2 separate regions of the Anas platyrhynchos genome follow, and region 2 is linked to region 1. Evidence: chromatin contacts called from public Hi-C data. All regions are on one chromosome and are shown on one strand. Each heading gives the region's core, a stretch centred on a gene start, on an enhancer-like site or on the middle of the called end of the contact. The rest is flanking DNA. Distances are from core to core; before and after follow the strand shown. Region 1 holds the start of MYNN (myoneurin). Region 2 holds the start of PRKCI (protein kinase C iota).

Region 1 (3,024 bases), core at 234-2,733:
GAACCCAGAGACTTCCAAAGCCTGAGGCACCAACTTTGAGGCACTGCTGTGGGAGTTGCTCTATTAGCGTTAAAACTTGTAGCTAAATTAGAGACAGAAACAACAGCGAAAGGATAGCCTGTGCCCAGGCTTTTAAAATTCTCAGTCTGAGTTTCCAGACATTGGCAGCAACAAAGTTTTTTTCTGGATGCATTTGACACCAGACATTGCAACAGGAGTTACACTTCTGGGCTAAGTGCCTCTGAGTAGTCACAGCTGAATGAGCCACGCCTCTTTCTTTTCCCTGAGAGAGCAGCACTGCGAAGAACCCTCCCTGTACACAAAGTAACACAACATGCACAAAAACACCTCCACAAGGGGGAAAACAAGTATAGTTTCTGTGTGTTGACTGGAAAAAGGGCTCTTATAATCCAACTTCGGGAAGAATGGAGTTATCCCTCCCTCTCCCAGTAACCACACAGGATTTTTAATCCTTCCTGATCCTGACAGAAAGACTCAAGAAACTGCACCTATCAGCAAAATATCTGACAACATACTTTTGTTTTGGGACTCGTATGTCATGTGCTACCCTGAAGCATGCAAACAGAAGATCTTCAATGGTTTGTATGCATCACATCCACTACTGTGCTCCTCCCAGATGTGTTACAACAAACAAAAAACCCAGCACTGCCCCAACACGGTTTGTTTCCCTATTTTCTATCCGCACGCGTTACCTGTCAAGGTTCAAGTTCCCCGTGTAAATAAATTCCAGGAGCTTTTGGAACCCGTCAGCCTTGACTTGAGTCTGATCCAAGACGACGTTGTTGTCCGAGGCGTCCCGGTAGAAGGCCCCGAAGTACTCGCTGAAGGAAGCCAGCACATTTCGGTGCGCCTTGAACTGGAACTCGCCGATGACCACGGTGCAGTCGCAGAGGAAGCCGGCTTCGCGCTGCTTGTTCAGCCTCTCCAGCAGGTGCTCGCAGTGATGGGCGTACTGCATCCTGCCAGCGGCCTCTCCTCCGTCCTGGGAAAGCGAAGCAGCCCCGTTACACACCGGATTTCACTTTTCCCCCCCCCCTTCCCTCAAAATAAAGTTAATGCTGACAGACACCCCAGCTCTGACCCCCCCCCCCTCCCCCACGGCCGCCTCCCTCACGGGGCTCTCCTCAGAGCCGCGGGGAGCTCCCGGCCGCCGGGGCTGGACCCGGGGAGCACCGGGGGACAACGGGGAGCGGCCGGGCCGCAACCTCCGGGGGCCGGGCCCCTCCTCAGCCCTTCCCCGGTGTCCCCCGGGTCCCGCCGGGCCGGGCCGGGCCCGCCTCAGCCGCTCCCCCCCGGGCCCAGCCCTGAGGCGGCGGCGCCTCCCGCACCTGCGGCGGGGACGAGCGGGAGGAAGCGGCGGCGCCTCCGCCTCAGGCCGCCATGTTGTGCCGCCGCCGCTTCCCGCACGCCACTTCCGGTGCTCCCGGGACCGCCGGGGACCGGAGAAGGGCACGGGGAGGCTGCGGGGGGAGCGGGGACCCGGCGGGCACCGCCCGGAGGGGAACGGGGCGGGACGGGCCGCGGAACGACCGCTGGGAGGGTCGGGGAGGTGTGGACTACAGCTCCCGTGATGCACCGCGGCGCGGTAGTGCTGGGGTGTAGGGTGCTAGGGAGCGGTGCATGCTGGGGGATGTAGTCCCGCTGGGACTGAAGGCTCTGACATGTCTCCGTGTTGGTGCTTGCAGTTCAAAGCAATTCGTGGCTCCGGCTCAGCAGCGCTGGCGGACCTCGATTGCTTTCTAGCACGACGTCGAGAAATATATAGGGGAGAAAAAAAAAAAAAAAAAAAAAGAAAAGGCGAGCCACCCGCCGGTGTTTCCGCCCGGTTTCGAACCGGGGACCTTTCGCGTGTTAGGCGAACGTGATAACCACTACACTACGGAAACCCCGCTCGGGAGCCAGTTCTGCGGCCATCCCCCTCATGGCTCTCACCTCACAGCAGGCTGCGGCCTCCCCCCCAGAATCCCAAAACCATTAGGGTTGAAAAGCCCTAAAATCGCCTGATCCAACCACCCCCTACCACCATCACCCACTGAGCCGTGTCCCCAAGCACCACCCCCAGGGACAGTGACTGCCCGCTGCCCCACCTGCCACAGGCAGCCTCAGCGGGGCTGTGGGAACAAACAGGTTGTTTGTGCTCCTAACGGCGGTGCTGTGGGTTTGTGGTGCCTTTCGTTATAACACTTCTCACGTGGGAAAAGGCCCTGCGTAGTCTGGTACGGTTTCAGGGAAAAGCAGGTGACTTCTTGGAGCGTGCAGGCTGACGGAGCATCTTTTCCCCCTCTCCTTCAGGCAGAGAATTGGGGACACAGACCGCCACCACCACACACAGCCCTGAGATTTACACCTGCTGGACCCGCCACCTTTTGGGTTTTTATTTGAACCACGTCGAAAATCTTCGTTGCTGGCTGAGAAAGGGTCCTACCACCACCAATCGCAGCGTTCACCTGACAGAGAAACTTTGAGGTCTCGATTTTCAAAAATCACCCGATCCATTTGCGATATATTTCAGCCTGTCTGTGTAAGTAAATAGAACGCCGCACCTTGGGTTGATGTTTCACGCCAAAGTGCCATTTGAAACCACTTTTTCCTACAGCGCCAAATCCACCTCCTGGGGTGGTTACAGGCCCAGATTTCAGCCCCTGAGCCCAGCCCCAGCCCCAGCCCCCAAATTCTAACCCCCAATCCCGAGCCCCCAGGTCTCCGCCCCCAGACCCCAGCTCCCACCCCCTGTTTCCCAGCTTCCTGACTCCACCTCCTGGAGCTCGGACCCAGCCACCAGGTACCGACCCCGAGCCCTAAACCCCCAAACCCATAAACCCCAAACCCGTAAACCCCAAACCCTAGATCCCAAACCCACAACCCCAAGCCCCCAGACCCCAGCACCAAGCCGTTTAGACCCCAAACCCTAAACACCCCAACCACCAGGTATTTGCCCTCTAGACCCCAGCTCCCAGTTCTTAACCCCCGACCCCAGGTCCCGGTCCCAAGCCCAGACCCCAT
Region 2 (3,036 bases), core at 314-2,813, 150 kb before region 1:
TGTAGGAGAGCAGAGAGAATAATTTGTTTAGACCTCGAAATGAATCATTACAAAGGCATTCAGCCTGTTAGTTTGTTGGTTAACCAACTGCCCATATGATTCAGTGCCACTATTAAAAGTAAACTGACAATTGCATTAACAGTTAAAAAGTCAGCAGATGAAACTCAGTTGAAACTCAAAGGAAACATTCCAGCGCCTGTGAAATTGCTACCTAATATTTAAAGTGTCATGAGCCAGCATTCCTCTCCGATGTAGCAGTTTTCTTCTGCACTCCCACAACCCTGGGCTGCTTTATCTCTCTTCTTGCGCCACAGCCTCCCAGCGCTAAAGCAAGAAGTCAAATGATTGCATGTGGAAGTGATCAAGATTAAAACTGACCCAGCAGAAGAAAAATAAATGGTTTTAATCCAGAGCAGTTTCCACTTTAGTTCGCTGCCTGACAAAATGAACACTTCTGTCAGCTAATGGCCAGGGCCATCTCCACTCCTTTAAGAAATAGGGCATTAAAGGGACTGTAAAAGAGCAGAGAGTTTCACGTACTATTAGTTTGAAAGCATTTCACAGACCTCATAAAACCACAGATTATGCCACTTTTACACAGATCCTACAGCACTTTTGCCAAGAAAAGCCCCAGAGCAGACACAGCCCAGAAACAAAGGGCATTACCAAATGCCAAGTGCTCAGCAAGGCATTTACAAGGCATATACTGCTCCTTAAAACTATAAGACTATAGATATCAGACAGTGAGCACCGTAAATATAGAAAGTTTTTTCTCGTACTTAACCCAGGTAACTGGAAGGAAGCTGTTGAGAGTGCCTGGAGCTCCATCCGAACCCAAAAACACAACCTGCGTTGTTTTCTGATGAGATCACCTCCCACCCACCTCCACGGCCCCACGAACCTTGCTCTCAGACTTTTCAGGCCGGCTCCTCTAACTGTCGGTGCCCAACAGGGCGCTGCGCACCCCCAGCAGGGCACCCTTTATATTATATTATATCAGATTATATGTGTCGTTACACGCTGCTGCAGGACAGCAGCACCCAGCCTCTCCCCCTGCAGGCCCCCAGCACCTCGCTGCCACTCGGCTCCCTCAGAAACCCCAGGGAGCACCCCAGGACCCTACAGGGCAGGTTTTCAGCCCAACTCTCCTCCTTCAGCCCCAAACAGATCCCCACACGCAGCTCCCGGCCCCAAAACCCCTATTTTTTTCCTCATTTTCCCCGACTGTGGCACCGAGAGCCCCGCGGGGGAGGGGGGGGGGGCAGCGCGGGCACGGCCGTGAGGGGAGGCACCGGGGAAGCACCGGGGAGGCACCGGGCGGGCCCCCGGCCCTGCCGCCGCCTCACTCACCCCTTGTAGTAGGCTTTCACGCGGACCTGGTGGCCTCCGTCCCCGCCCAGGCCGCCCCCTCCGCCGCCCGGAGCCGTCATGGTGCCGCTGCCGTCCCGCTGTGTCGGCATCCCCGGGGCGGCGGCGGCGGCCGGGGCCGGGGCCGCGCTACGAGGAGGAGGCGGCGGCCGCGCGCCCCCCGCCGGCCCTCAGCCCGCCCAGGCCGGGCGGAACCACTGCGGGGAGGAAAAAGAGGGGGGGAGAGTGGAGGAGCCCAAGAGGCGCCCGCACCCCCGTGAGGGAGAGGGGAGGGCGGGGCACAAGGGATCCCCCTCTGTGTCCCCGCCGCTTGGTACGGCCCGCCGGGAGCGCGCAGCGGCTGCCGGGCAGGGGGCGGCCCCGCGGCTGCGCGGGAGCGAGCACGGGCAGGGGCTTCTACAGCTGGTGTGGTGGTTTGTGGTTTTCTTTAAAAAAAACACAAAGGGTGCTTCCTAGCTAAAAGGAATGGAATGTTTAGGATTTAGGGAAAGGTATTTTATCAGAACTGTTAATCCTAAATAGGTTCTTTTAGGATTTCCCTGTTTAACAACGCGTTGGTAGCGTCGTTGATAACGCGTATTTATTTTGCCCTGCACTTCCTTGACGCTTCTGGGAATCCTGAGGAATAGGTAACCTAACCTTTGTTGTGTTTTTTTTTTTTTTTTCTGATAGTGTGCAAACACTTCCTTTTTTCCTCACTACCTCCTTGCTGTAATCGGCACCGTTCCCGGCTGTTTGTTAAAGCAGCGCGGCGTTCAGCCGCTTCGTGCGGCTGCTACACGAGACCTGCACATTCCAATCGTGCACCTTGCTCTGTTTTTTTTGTTTTGTTTTGTTTTTTCTCTCTTTGATGATAAAGTAACTTAAGGCCCCATGTGCTGTTTTCCTTGCAAGAGGTTACGAAGCACAAAACTTTTTGCCTTGCTACCTGGCCTTCCTGCAGCAGGTATTTTTCCTCCTCAGAAGAAACTTCCTTGCTCCACCCAGTTTCCAAACAGTCTTGCATCAATTTCACACAGCAGGAAATACCTTGCTGTATCTTAACGATACCTTGCTCTACAATTTAACAAAAAGTTTCCTGCAAGATCTCTAAGAGTATTCCATCACAAAGAGGAAAACATTTCATGACAGGAGAGGTACTGAGTTTGTCAGGATATCCCATGCAAGATTTGAGTTAACTTTATGCGGTACGGTGGCTAATTGTCGGCGTGGAGGCTGGGCTTTTTTCTTCTATGCCAGGTAGTGCAAAGCAGCCGCTACCACCTACGCTTAAGTAATGGTGTAATTCAACTCTGCTCAATTATGGTCAGTTCCAAAAAGCTCTCATCCCCTTAGCAGGGAGAGGCTTAGAACCAATATGTTGCAGGAAGAACTGGAAGCTAGGCTAACTGATCTAAAACTCCCTTCAGTTTCATATTCCTGAGACATCAGGTGCCACCTCCCGTTTGTGAGTCTTTGAACAACTAACATAGAAAAGCCCTCTGGGCAGGCCCTTTCTTGCCTTTAACCTTCACACAGCCCCCTCACAACACACGTCTTACAGCTAATCCCACAGATTTATTAACACCCCGTTTACTGAAGAAGCCCTCGGGCAGCAGCCTCCCGCCCCTCAGCCCCTCCGCCCCGCCGCACGAAGCCCCAAGATGGCGGCGGGCGGCGTCACCTGGC

What was found. Hi-C and Micro-C count contacts between places; a contact is called where the count stands out from the background.
Region 2: a contact with region 1 is called in a Hi-C map of subcutaneous adipose tissue, with 2.0 times the contacts expected there. The contact joins the promoter of PRKCI here to the promoter of MYNN in region 1. A contact is called at or near these places in 2 of 8 Hi-C or Micro-C datasets (small yellow follicle and subcutaneous adipose tissue).

What each region holds. Positions count from the first base shown.
Region 1 is chr9:4,755,377-4,758,400 of IASCAAS_PekinDuck_T2T, reverse strand. MYNN (myoneurin) reads right to left here and starts at 1,483. Exons shown (of 8, transcript XM_027463988.3): 1 at 1,350-1,483; 2 at 714-1,003. The coding sequence starts at 979. It overlaps TRNAV-AAC (transfer RNA valine (anticodon AAC)), which reads right to left and starts at 1,907; the gene lies at 1,835-1,907.
Region 2 is chr9:4,901,792-4,904,827 of IASCAAS_PekinDuck_T2T, reverse strand. PRKCI (protein kinase C iota) reads right to left here and starts at 1,563. Exons shown (of 18, transcript XM_027464259.3): 1 at 1,351-1,563. The coding sequence starts at 1,460. PHC3 (polyhomeotic homolog 3) reads left to right here and starts at 1,809. Exons shown (of 15, transcript XM_027464250.3): 1 at 1,809-1,997.